Regions from separate parts of the Mus musculus genome. Here region 2 is linked to region 1. The links are chromatin contacts, called in public Hi-C maps. All regions are on one chromosome and are shown on one strand. Each heading gives the region's core, a stretch centred on a gene start, on an enhancer-like site or on the middle of the called end of the contact. The rest is flanking DNA. Distances are from core to core; before and after follow the strand shown. Region 1 overlaps Inpp4b (inositol polyphosphate-4-phosphatase, type II). Region 2 overlaps Inpp4b (inositol polyphosphate-4-phosphatase, type II).

Evidence for each region. Hi-C and Micro-C count contacts between places; a contact is called where the count stands out from the background.
Region 2: a Hi-C map of neural progenitor cells shows a contact between it and region 1, with 4 times the contacts expected there. The contact joins two enhancer-like sites. A contact is called at or near these places in 2 of 39 promoter capture datasets (the 3T3-L1 cell line and hippocampal neurons), 1 of 15 datasets of contacts at CTCF or cohesin (pro-B cells), 42 of 484 Hi-C or Micro-C datasets (the 3T3-L1 cell line, 3T3-L1-derived adipocytes, the AML12 cell line and 26 more) and 4 of 115 datasets of contacts at active chromatin or transcription factors (astrocytes, large pre-B cells, memory CD8 T cells and 1 more).

The regions. Positions count from the first base shown.
Region 1 is chr8:81,808,170-81,814,960 of GRCm38.p6, reverse strand. The region is part of intron 7 of Inpp4b (inositol polyphosphate-4-phosphatase, type II); the gene reads right to left. Among named protein-coding and RNA genes, the nearest start is that of Gm25267, 340 kb to the left of the region's middle. Within about 2 kb of position 2,785, at least 48 of the 459 cell types and tissues checked have an H3K27ac peak or open chromatin away from gene starts, as enhancers often do. A contact at or near this core is called in neural progenitor cells, pro-B cells, stem cell-derived neural progenitor cells and 2 more, where this site is marked.
Region 2 is chr8:82,024,642-82,031,432 of GRCm38.p6, reverse strand. The region is part of intron 17 of Inpp4b (inositol polyphosphate-4-phosphatase, type II); the gene reads right to left. Among named protein-coding and RNA genes, the nearest start is that of Gm25267, 120 kb to the left of the region's middle. Within about 2 kb of position 3,877, at least 35 of the 459 cell types and tissues checked have an H3K27ac peak or open chromatin away from gene starts, as enhancers often do. A contact at or near this core is called in neural progenitor cells, pro-B cells, stem cell-derived neural progenitor cells and 2 more, where this site is marked.

The sequences.
Region 1 (6,791 bases), core at 1,536-4,035:
GAGATCTCAAGTGGAATGGCCCTCTGCTGCTTCTGTGACTGGGCCTGGGGTAGCAGGCAGGAAATTAGAGAGCAATGAGCTGAGGGCAGATTTAGGGTACTGAGCTAGGACTAAAAGTAACTTAGCAACCAAAGTTGAGGGCAGATTTGGAGGTGTTGAGCTGAGAATGTAAAGAAGAGCACAATAGCCAAGGAAGGCTTAGCAAACCCGGCCATTGAGCTAAAGCACATCAAAAATAAGCTAATGTGTGTGTCTTTCGTCTGCAGATACAAGGGAAACCAGGCAGGGCTGAAAGCTGTCTGACACACACAATAAAGATTGGAGAAAGTAAATTAAATACTTACTTGCACATCTTCCGGGGTAGGGAAGTGTCCAATAAAATTAACCTTTTTATTTTTATATGCACTAAGATAGATGCTGCTATTGTCACTCAATTGTCAATTTGAGAAACTTAAGACGAAAGTTAGTAAATTTCAATAAAATTTATTTAAATGATCCATTAATAGAACTATCCAAATAAATACATTCTGAATGAAGCACTACAACAATTTTCTGGTATCATGAACATAGACAACTGCAATGGAAATACAAAGCACTATGACACTGGGGAAGATTGAAACTGATGAATACTTTCACCTTGATTTAGCTATACTTAAACAAGGGTGGTTAATAAAAATGGGAGTATCTCCCAGAAAACACAGAGAAGCAGGGTTCCAAGTCCTAGTTTGAGGTTCACTATCCTCTTTATATGTCACAATAATTTATCAGTACCTTTAGCGAAATGAAAGAGGAGACGACTGTGAGGTGTTATATTTTTTTTAAATCTCTTGTGTTCTAAGAGACTGACACTTTTTTCTAGACCTCACAGCCAGAGTTAATACTACACTATGAGTTCACTTACGATTTAAGACTGCTATCCCATTGGGTTCTCAGTTGTTTGTTTAACCTGCCATTAAGAGACCCTGGGAACCACCAGCCTTACCTGCCTGGATTCCTCTGTGTAATCAGCTCTACCACCTAAGCTAATGACTAATTTTAATTTTAAATTGTGTATTCATCTATGTCCCTGACCCAGAGAGCAATGCATATGGATATGTGTGAGTGTTATGGTAATAGTTTGCTGAAAACAGCAGACAGAGTGAAATTGACCTTATCCAACAAATATCTACCATAAATATTGGGGAAAGCATATGGAAGATGCTTGATAACACAATGTTTGCAGTAGTGAGTTCTTTGGGGTCAGTTGAAGTAAATAACTTAATCCCTTGTTTAAAAAGCAACTGTTAAAGATTTCTGTAAAGCATCATTCCTCTCCCATGTGGTAGTCTCTCTGCCGTCCAATAACCGGAGAACAAAGTTTTTGTTAAGAGACTCACTCAGAGCAAACACAGACAGGTTACAGAAAGGCCAGCTACAAACTACAGACAGATGGAAAGCATAGGGAGAAATGGAAAATTCGAACTTGGACTCACTCTTGGGCAAATGAACCCAGGAAGAAGTCTGAAATTTCATCCCTTAATTTGACATGGAGGGTACAGAGACCTGTGATTCTGAGAAGGTTAACAGGACATGAGAAACACCATAACTCCAAATGCTGTCCTTTAATTATGAAGCAACAGGCACAATTATGTGACTGTAAAAGACCATGGAAAGCAAAGATACTCTTAGGTCCATCTTGGGAATAATAGTCTTCCATCCTGAAGTCTTAGCTTATGATACAGCAGAGGGTTGAGACCCACCCTACCCCTGTTTCCCGAGGGGATACCAGAAAGTCTGTACATTCATCAATCATAAGTCAATTATTTTCTATTAATTGTTTTGACTGAAGGTGAAAATAACGTGGCAATATTCACCTACTTAAAGAACTCAAGGCATTAGCATACAGATGTGCCAAGATAAGGTTTGATCAAAAAAAAGGTATTTCTGAAATATTTTCCTTTACAGGATAAATCAGATTAGTAATCAATTAGGAGTTAAAATCAGGTTTGCATCCATCACCAGCAGAGAATGATGGAGGAGAAGCATGGAATCAGTAGATGGAAGGCCTTTTGAATATCTATCTCTTTCTTACTTTCCTTTGCAATACTGGGGTTAACCCAGAATGTTAGGCATAAGAGACACATTTTTTTTTCCCCAATGAGCCAGGGCCCTGTTCAAATAATTCACAAGTGTCAATCTAGAATATAAGAACTAACTTCATCTTTCTAAACAGGAGTTTGATGATGGGCTAATTCAAGCAGTAATACTTCCTGCCTGCAGACCAGAAGTGGCCTGACTCAGGACAGCTATGCCTAAAATATCTCTAGTAAGGAATCCACAAAAGAGCAGTTCCCTGTAAGGCCACAGCAGGTCACCAGAGTAAAGCCATATTGTCCCCTGAGCCCCCAGAGTTCTCTTCACTGCCTCCTCCCAGGCAAAGCTACTCTGTTGGTGCTCAAAGGGGCTAAAAAACATTCACAGCCTGGGGATGCTGCAAACTGAAGGGTTGCTGAAGAAGCTGGTATTTAGCTCTCAGCCTTGCCAGCATCAGGAGTGGAGCAGCTGTGAGTTTTCCAGGGTTTTTTATTTTATTTTTTCAATTTTTTTTTACAACTTCTTCCCTTCAGCAAGAAAGATTTGTTGTTTCCCTGCCAGACTCCTGCTACATTTGTCTGTTTATTAGCTTAGCTGCATACTCTGTCTAGTAGCCAAGATCGTCATGGCGATAGCCACTTGTTTACAATCTGTGTTTAAATAAATTAACTCCCAGTCAATTATCAGCTACATATCTTTATTTCAATAGAAACTCCGACATCACAGAAGACAGGCCTCTTAGTGGAGGTAATCCCAGACAACAAGAATGACCAGCACAGAAGATGAAAGGAACATTGCAGGACCATTTCCCAAATCAAAGGAAAAAGAAATCTATTGTAAAAAGGGATGTTATTTTCACAGTTTCCCTCCCTCCACCCTCCCTCCTTCCCTCCCTCCCTCCCTCCATCCACCTTCCCTCCTCTCTTTCTCTCTCCCTGTAAGCAAGGTTGCTAGGAATCCAGATCTACTTTTTCATAGCAATTTAGCACCACACGATCCTGCAGATCTTTAGCTGAGTCAAAGGACTATCATCAAACTACTTAGAAAGACAGCAAGATTTAGACTAGCAGTCACAGGGATTGGTTCTTATCTCTTACAGAGACAAAAGACCAGTTCTCTAAAACATGTGAAGCACAGGCTTCTTTATATCATTAATAGTTTCTGAAAATATTCAATAATTTCTTACAATGTCTTTGAAGAAAATGCATGGGAGTAAAAAGGAATATAGAAATCACTCTATCAATCTGGTATTATAAAATATTTTCCATAACTGTTACACCCTCATTAATGTATTTATCACTACTTTATAATAGCAAAATAAGCATATTACTCACAAGCCATTGAGCCTCAACCATGAGTAGACCTCATGTGATGTAAACACTGGTTAAGTACTATTGGGAACCTTTCTGACAACATTGAAGTCATTTAAGAATACCTATTCCACTGTTATTTTTTCAAGATTTAAGAGAGCTAGAATGTTAATGCTTACAAAATTATGGTTTTACTCTCAAGATTAAATTTGCATTTCTTGTTGCAAAGCATTTTACCAATCTTCTCAATCTAAGCTCCAAGTCCAGAATGGAAAGAAGGGCCTGAGACTCCCCAGATTATGTTTCCACTGTCACAACTGTTTCTTCTTTAGGCTTTCTTAATAGGGAACGTCTGTAAACACTGAAAGATGCTGTCTCTCTCTCTCACTGATCACCCTTCTGCCTGTCCTCCCTGCAGTGGCGCTGAGACCACCTGGCAGTATTTCCAGCGCTGCAGCACTATTCCAAACCTGCTAGGGCCACCCCTGGGCCAGCCTTTCCTGCTCCCTATGTGAAGTCTTTGCTCTCAGGCCTCAGCCAGGGTTACTGCCAACACTCATTGGATATCAGTTAAAGCCAACTCCACTGGTCATTTCCTTCCAAAGTCCAAGTGTTGGTAGTGTTTCCTGTTGTCTCCCTTCTGTTGCCTGGGACCTCAATGTCAATTTAAAGGGCTCATTTGACATTTTCTAGAGCCACAGGAGCTTCTGGCATAATAAATGATTCCTTTAAATACTGTATTCAGATAGGTAGTGTGGTTGCCTTCTCCCTGGGCAGGAGGACTGTGATAACTCTCCTAGAGAGTTAGAGTAGTTGCCACTGTCTTTACTTCACATACCTAACATTTGCTTAACCTTTTGGTAGAATGGAAGAAACCCTGGGACTTGAACTCAGAATTCAAGCTTCAATGCCAGTAATGTTCCTGCAGAAATTCTTTGCACCTATAAAATATGCAAAGTACTTTAAAAACTACCCTGACAGTCAAACCTTTAAAAAGAATATGGGAGATACCCTGGGAAACATGGATATTTAGAGCAGATCTTCTGTATTATGCAAACTCTAAGTTAATTTTCATATCAAGACTCTCTAGTTGCAATCACTCCTGACAATAGGTTGAGATGTATACCCATTAGAGCAGCAATGCCTCACAGAAAGGGATCTTGTTGAAACAGGTCCTAACCAAAATGTGTGCTTCTTGTTGCCTTTAAAACTCAAAAAGCATAAACATGGTAAAATGTCTTCTCTCCCATCCCTGCTTTGCCAGGCACTCCTATGCATGAACAGAGAGCATGGAAGTGACCAGTAAGAATGGAGACAGACATGGAAGTATCCAGTAAGAACGGAAGCATACAACCTTATTAAAAAATGGGATACAAAGCTAAACAAAGAATTCTCAATTGAGGAATATCGAATAGGTGAGAATTACCTAAAAAAAAAAAAAGTTCAACATCCTTAATCATCAGGGAAATGCAAATCAAAACAACCCTGAGATTCCATCTCACACCAGTCAGAATAGCTAAGATCAAAAGCTCAGATGACACCAGATGTTGACCAGGATGTGGAGAAAGAGGAACAGTCCTCCGCTGTTGGTGATTGCAAGCTGGTACAACCACTCTGGAAATCAGTCTGGTGGTTCCTCAGAAAGCTGGACATAGTGTTACCTGAAGATCCAGCAATACATCTCCTGAGCATATACCCAGAAGATGTTCCAACTTGTAATAAGGACACATGCTCCACTATGTTCATAGCAGCCTTATTTATAATAGCCAGAAGCTGGAAAGAACCCAGATGCCCCTCAACAGAGGAATAGATACAGAAAATGTAGTACATTTACACAATGGAGTACTACTCAGCTATTAAAAACAATGGACTTATGAAATATTAACACAAATAGATGGATCTGGAGGATATCATCTAAAGTGAGGTAACCCAATCACAAAAGAACACACATGATATGCACTCACTGAAAATTGGATATTAGCCCAGAAGCTCATAACACCCAAGATAAAATTCATAAACCACTTGAAACTCAAGAAGAAGGAAGACCAAAGTGTGGATACTTTAATTCCTCTTAGAAGGAGGAACAAAATACCCATGGAAGGAGTTACAGAGACAAAGTCTGAAGCAGAGACTGAAGGAATGACCACCCAGAGACTACCCCACCTGGGAATCCATCCCATAAACAACCACCAAACCCAGACACTATTGCGGATGCCAACAAGAGCTTGCTGACAGGAGACTGATAAAGCTATCTCCTGAGAGGCTCTGCCAGTACCTGACAAATACAGAAGTGGATGCTCAAAGCCATCCATTGGACAGAGCACAGGGTCCCCATGAAGGAGCTAGAGAAAGGACCCAAGAAGCTGAAAGGGTTTTGCAGCCCTATAGGGGGAACAATATGAACTAACCAGTACCCCCAGAGCTCCTTGGAACTAAACCACCAATCAACGAAAACACATGGTGGAACTTGTGGCTTTAGCTGCATATGTAGCAGAGGATGGCCTAGTTGGTCATCAATGCAAGAAGAGGCCCTTGGTCCTGTGAAGATTCTATGCCCCAGTATAGGGGAATGCCAGGGCCAGGAAGCAGGAGTGAGTGGGTTGGGGAGCAGGGATCTGATAGGGGGTTTCTGGAGGGAAAACCAGGAAAGGGGATAACATTTGAAATGTAAATAAAGAAATTTAATAATAATAATAGTAATAATAATAATAATAAACGGAAGCAGACATGGAAGTGTACAGCAAGAAGGGAAGCAGACATGGAAGTGATCAATAAGAATGGAAGCAGACACTCCTTTCTTATGGGGTACTCAGTCCAGCTCTCCAGAGAGGGGTTTCCTTACTCTGCTTGGCCAAGCAATGTACTTCTCTTTCTTCTTGTCTGTTCAGTGACTCTGCTTGTAAAGGCTGCTTTGTGTGCTTATAAATTACAGGAATTCCTGCACAGCACAGTGGGAGACAATGGTCAAAGCCTAATCAAGTTGGTGAAAGTGTCACAAATACTTCCTCAGTGGCTCTTGGCAACTAGTGACAGGAAGACAACCAAAGAAAGTAAAAGCAGAGACATGAGCCCTTTCTCTTCTTTCCACAACATCAGAATTGACACGGGGGAAATTAAAGTTGCAATTATATTTGTATTGCTTATGCTGTATGAATATGTTAAGACATGTTTTGTATGTTATGAATACAAATTTTTATTTTAAAAATAAATTTTAATATATTCAATTAATATATGCACAATCTCATGTGTGCATATATTAGCACATGTATACACTATACTATACATTTTTCCAACCATATGTTTATGACTCACCAATATATCTTTTTCACATTTATTTAGTTTATGTATGTAGTAGTGATGCTTATATCATGGTCCATATATGAAAGTTGGAGGACAAATTATGGGAGT
Region 2 (6,791 bases), core at 2,628-5,127, 220 kb before region 1:
ATATGAAAAAGTCAAACTTTTGACATTATTAGAGTTCCAAATAGGGATTTTAGAGAATGGTGTGTGTGTGTGTGTGTGTGTGTGTGTGTATGTGTATGTACACGTGTGCAACTAGGTGTACAGGTATGGGTGCCTCTGTCCCTGTGTAGAGACACACTTGCATTTTCCTCCATTGTTCCTATCTTTTAATTTGAGATAGTCTCAAACTGAACCTGAAACTCACCCACTGGCTAAAGCCTCTGGCCAATGAGCTTTGGGCTCTGTCCTTTCTCTCTGCTGTCCATTGTTAAAACTAGGAGGGTACTTCATCATGCTTGGCCTTTTTCTTGGATACTGATTGGTTGGATTTTGTTTTATACATTTTACTTAATGAAGAAGGAGTGACAGGACTGGATCCAAATCAGGCCTTTGCAAATCACATACATTACTCAGGGAGCTATCTCTCTAGCACTAATCTCTCTCTCTCTCTCTCTCTCTACCTCTCTCTCTCTCTCTCTCCCTCTCTCTCCCTCTCTCTCTCTCTCTCTCTCTCTCTCTCTCTCTCTCTCTTTCTCTCTCAATTTATCATTCTATTCGTTTACATCTCAAATCATATCCCACGTCCTGGTTACACTTCCCCCAGCTCCCACATCCCACATCCACTCTCTCCCCCTCCCTTTGCCTCTATAAGGGTGCTCCTCCCACTCCTACTGCACCACTTCAGCATCCACCTACACTGGGACATCAAACCTCCACAGGAACAAGGACCTCCCCTCCCATTGATGTTAGACAGGGCCATCCTTTGCTCTCTTCTCTCTCTCTCTCTCTCTCTCTCTATATATATATATATATATACATATATATATATATATATATAGTCATGGATCCCTCCAGTTACACTCCTTGATTAGTGGTCTAGTTTCACAGTCAAAATGTCTGCACCATGTCCTCTGCATATTTATTCTAGCTTTCTTTTTCGTATTATTTTTATCAGACTCCTGAGTGTGTGAGTGGGTAGGTCTCTCATTCTTGTGCCTTCTCTCTGGTCTCTTTTCCTCCTTTGGTTTGTCTTGCCCAACTTCAATGTGATGGTTGTTGTGGTTTTATTATATTTAATTTGTTATGGTTTGTTATCATTTCTTAGAAGTCTGTTCTTTTCTAATGAGAGACAGGAAGGGGGTGGATGCAAATGGTCAGGCAGGTGGGAAGGATCTAGGAGGAGTAGAGGAAGGGAAAACTGTAATCAGGATATATCTATAGAAAAAAATCTATTTTTAATAATAGGAAAAATCAAAACCAGTTAGGGTACTTACATGTCTAGATTTCTAACATTTATCAACTATATAATTATGAATTTGACCTATGATTTATGAACAAATTATACCGTATTTTAATTTACTTAGAGAACGAAGAGTTGAGAAATATTAAATACAGATTTGGGGTTTTGTGACAGTCTATTACAATCTAAATAAATTAAAGGTGGATTGACAAATACAACATAAATGATGGAAGATTTTTTTAAAAAGTAATTAACAAGTAGGTTTGTGATAACATCATATTCTCAGAACAACAACGTCAGTTATCAGTTAAGACCTTAAAAGAACAGTAAAGAATGATAAAAAAACAAATCACATGAGGGCTGTGCTGCATTCACTATTATTTATTTTCTGTTGTGATAATATAAACTAAATGACCTAATTCAAATGGTTGATAGGAAAATGAATGACCTCAAGCTTCATAAAGAGAGAAATGCTACAATGTAAACAATACATTATGTTTCATCTTTCCAAGAGATATTGTAGACTTAAGTGTTAGTATTGGGGGAAAAGAAAACACTAGAAAAGGAGAAATTCAAGGAAAGCTTATTACAGCTGGTTTCATTTGACAAAGAGTCTGCTTATGCTTCAGGCTTAAATATGAACAGTGATTCAACTGACATGATTCTTATACCATTGATTACATAAGAAAATGGGAAAGATGACTTATTTTTGAATAAATAACATTTCAGGTGCCAACAAACAATGCTCTGTGTTACCATATATCTTCCATACTTATTTGTATACCCCATCCTCTCTCATTCTGTACCTGTTATCCTCAATGTGAAAAAGTATTTGCATGTGTGTGTGTGTGTGTGTGTGTGTGTGTGTGTGTTGATATCACACACCCTTACATATTAAAACACTAGGAAAAGACAGTTCTGATAAGTTTACTCATAGTTCAATGTTGAAAGTTAACTACAACCATGTTCTGTCCTGTGATTGGTTCTGTAGGTTTGAGGTCCCACTGTGGAATTATCAGGCAGGAAATACAGCTTTTGTGCAGTAGGTGGAGCTGCTTTATCAGGCTGAAGTAGAACTACGTTGTCAGTCATTTAATTCAAGAATGAATAAAACATTTTCCTTGTTACATTTGCATAGTTCTCAAAGAACATGTATCTACTGCTTAAGCATCTTGAATCACACTCTCCCATGCCAAAGGGGTAGTAGCTTGCTCAGGGGTGTGATGTGCTCTTTCTACTTTGAAAACAAAAAGCTAACTTAAGTGTATAGGTTTTTGTCCTTGAATGAGCTTGTCAATTCAAGCGAAATACAGCTGTTTGCTTTTCTTAAAGGTTTTTGAAAGTGGAAGCTTCACAGGCCACTTATAAATTTCAGAATGAGAGAGTGTGGGATAGAGGAAAGTAGAAGAGAGAGGGACAGAGGTGGAAACAAAAGAGAGAAAGATAGAGACCATTTCTAGTTTTACTAGAATAGGGATAGAAATACAAAGGTACTCTAAACTGAAGAGAAACAGGAGGCATTTCACTCACTAGCAACATTCCAGCATCTCCATTTAATACCACACATTCTATAAAAAAATAGTGATTATATACTTTTGATTATAATTTAAGAAAAATGAGAATTTAGAAGACCGTTATAATTGAAGAGTTGGAAGTGTTTGAGCATGGTAAGATGACTTGAGGAAGACAGTATGCTTTCTATGGAGACACACAAGGCATCAAGGAAGGTAACAGATATGTATCTTTTATAAAGAGAAACTATCAGCTCTGCCAGTAGTTAAAGGAACTGCCCCAGCCAACTGCAATGACTACATGTTTCTTTCCCATGTTAACACCCAGTGCACTCTGCAAATCCCAAGTTCTGACGTGAGCACATTAGGCTATGGAGGGCCAGAGAGAGGCAGAGTTCAGATCGTAAATGGTCTTCCTACTACAATGAACATTTCATGGCGTTCTTACAAGGAGCAAACTATGCTTCCATTTTCTTATTAAAGCTGATGATTGGTTGGGGGAAAAGAGCTCACTCTTCTCACATTGCTGTCATGTCCTTCCATAGTCCCCCATTTGCATGGTGGCTGTTTTGTGCTTCACACAAAACCATCTCTTTTTACATTGTGGTCAAAGTAAAAATCTATGCATGCACTCACATGTACTTTCCTGAGTTTAGTTTTTTTTCCACTTTACACATGTGTATGACCACACATGTATGATCATGTGTATACGTGGGAAAACACATTGGTAAGATGTGCCTAGGAAGCAGAGCACCTGTGCTTGCATCATGGTTTGCCACCACATCAGTACCTCATAGCTCATCACCTTGGCAGTCCCTGAATTGTAGTTCTCTCATGGGCTTCCTTCAGCAGCAGATGAAAAAATGAAGAGAATGTTTTAGTATCTTCATAAAAACTTGCTGAGACTCCTTAACCCTGAGACCAACAAGCAGAATTTTTCCTCAGGAAAACATAAAATGCATGTGGCTTAGCTGAGCTTTTCCTGAGCTCTGATGGAACCTGGAAGCCATCCAGGCAGATCTCTGCTTCCCAGCCTTTTACAGCCTTCTCTAATGTATTCAAGTGAAACTAGCTAAAGGATTCAAAGGATGACTGCTGGGTGCCCTCCCTCCCCTCCACACACCATCTATTTCCTGTACAGGATGTCCGTGTCCTCTGAGCTCAATGGCTCTTATGTTACTCGGGAGAAAAATAAAAGGGCCATGTAGCAACCAACTGTAGCGTGGTGTAATGCTGTCCTGCCAATTGCTGAGCCATTTTCTTCTCAGGTATTTGATTTTTCTCTCCTCATTTAAAATAATTAACTCCACAAAAGCATGTAGACAGTCTTAATTTTGGGATCACAACTTTTCAGATATGGGGGGGGGAAGAAAAGCTAAAAAGATCGAATAGCCACTAAATGCCCTACAAAGAGCTGAGAGATGTCTCAGCTCTGTTCATTTTCTCATGAATTTCTATGAAGAGGAACAGCTGAAGTAGCTCCAAAGGAAGCTGACAAAATGCCCAATGGTTTGAGGTAAACACAAACCAATCTGTATCCAACATGTGTTTTATATTACACACAAATCTCACTTAATACCAAAATGAAAACACCTTCATGGTTGAGTGTTAAGGACAGGAGATGGGGATGGGGATCTATACTCTTAGAATGTCCCTTTCAAAAACCCACATGCTATGACAGCAAAGTTACAGCTCTTTCTGAGCCCCTCTGTGTGAGCATGTGTTGAAAATTCAACTTTTCGGTGTGCACACGTGAACAGTATTCTAGTCATCAATATGAGCATGGAAGGGTAAATTACTGGGGAGCATGCCTCAGCACAAGGTACAGCGAGTTTCTTTGTGTGAGTCAATACATGTGGCCAATGTTAATCATAAGCCTAGACACCGGCCCTCTTGAGGCCTCTAATCTAGACATATCCTAAGGGGAAAATAGAAAAAGCAGGTTAAATCCTGACAGCGATAGGCAATTGAGGAAAAGGAGCGTGTGCTGGGGTCTGGCTGCTTCATAGTTATTTCTGCAGGCTGAGGGTGTTCTCTTCCTGTTCTTGCCTTTATGATTCATTTCCTAACTGTGGTCCAGGAATTGAAAACTCAATTTGCATTTATCTTACCCTAATAAATACTGATTTGGCTTCCTTACATTACCGACTGTATTAGTCAAAATACAATGACCTAGAAAAGAGCAAAGTTCTATCTATGTTGCCTAAAAGCTTTGAAATATCTAGTCCCAGGCTGACTAAATCCATTACTCTATGGTGGGCTTCCTTGTGACAATGACAGAGAGTATGGGTGAAGTACATTGCTCATTCCATAGCTAGACGGCTAAAGAGGGAAATGGAGAGAGTGGTTCTCCAAACACCCTAGGGGCCAAATCCCTAATAACTTAAATACTTCTCATGGGGTCTGATCTCCTGGAGACTCCATCACCTCCCAGGAGTGGTGCACAAAGGATCAAGCCTTTAACAAATAGCAGAGATTCAGATCCAAGCCACAGAGCTACTCCTTTGCTTTCACACAGCCACCATGAGAGATGTGATTTCATGAGGTCACAATGATCCTATCTTGTGTTTTGATGAGTGTAACGATATTTGTACCACACTGCTCCTAACCTAGATGACTCAGATAAGCTGAGATGTAGGCATTTGATGCAATAAATGCTGCTCATTATACTGATCTATTTTCTAGAAATGTCATTACTATGCTGCATGGTGAGGGCATCTGCATGCCAGGACACATTCCTGGAGTCCAGAAAACATCTCTGTGTTGTGCTCCCTCCTGGATGTGAGTTTCAGGGATTGAAACCCAACTGTCTGATTGGCCTGGAATTCACCATACCACTGAGGTGTTTATCTATGCTTGCTAATGTTGAAATTCAATGTAGAAGAATAGATGGGCCTAAGGTTATTAAATCAAATACCTGGAGCCTCTCCAAACTTTCCTGACAGAAGGATAGCCTCTAGCATGAGCTCAATCAGAACAGACAGGTGTCAGACAGACTAAGAGGAAAAAGGCAAAAACCTACTGGAATGAGTGGGCTTCTCTCTGCTTCGCGGCTGCCATTACATGGGCCACTCAGCTTCAGCATGCCTGGGTCATCATCCAGGGCTGCAATTGATAAAACTGTGATCCAAAGTACATTTCTCTTCCTTTAACTTGTTTTACCAGGTATTTTTTTTTCTCCAAAGGAACAAGAAAAGTAACTAAGATAGCAGCGATAATGGATGTTAGCCAATAGGAACCTTGCATGATGTCATCAAAGTAGGAGGAAAGAATAGAGGAAGGTAAAAGTGAGGAGAAAACAAGACAGGCCATATTATAAATGACAGGAGGCACAAGTTAAGGAAAAGTCTAGAAATAATAACTATCAGAGCAAATGGAGGCTGTGGCTGTGAGGAAGCCTCTGGAAGCTGTGGCTGGGAGGGAGGCTCTGGAAGCCATGGCTGGGAGAAGCCTATGAATGAATGTCCTTCTCCTGTTTTCCCCACATGGCAGTATTCAAGCAAAGGACAAAACAACATCTTAAAATATAACCACTCTACTGTCCTCTGGGGTGAGCGACTGTTCTTGTCAACTTTTAGATGAATTAGAAATGCGCATACTCAGTCCAAGACAAATGAGCAGCAGAAGAACAGAGGCCACTTTCGCTCTTGTCGAGGGACCCTGTTTGTTTAAACCTTGACAGGCTGGGAAGAGTGTTATAAAATTCCATTCTTGCTCTTAGACAACCAGCAAAGGAGCTGCATAAGCTTAAACATCAGCTAAACTTTTCACTTCACCGTCTTCAATGAAAGAAGCAGGAGTGAGTGGGATGGGGAACAAGGCGAGGGGGAGGGGATAGGGGGTTTTCAGAGAGGAAAATAGGAAAGGGGATAACATTTGAAATGTAAATAAAGAAAATATCTAATAAAAATTAAAGATGAAAAAAATAACAACAAAAAATAATCTGCTAAGACCGTTTCCAGCAACTGCATCTGTTCATCATGCTAGCTCTGCATCTGTTACAGCCCCGAAGCTTTAAATCC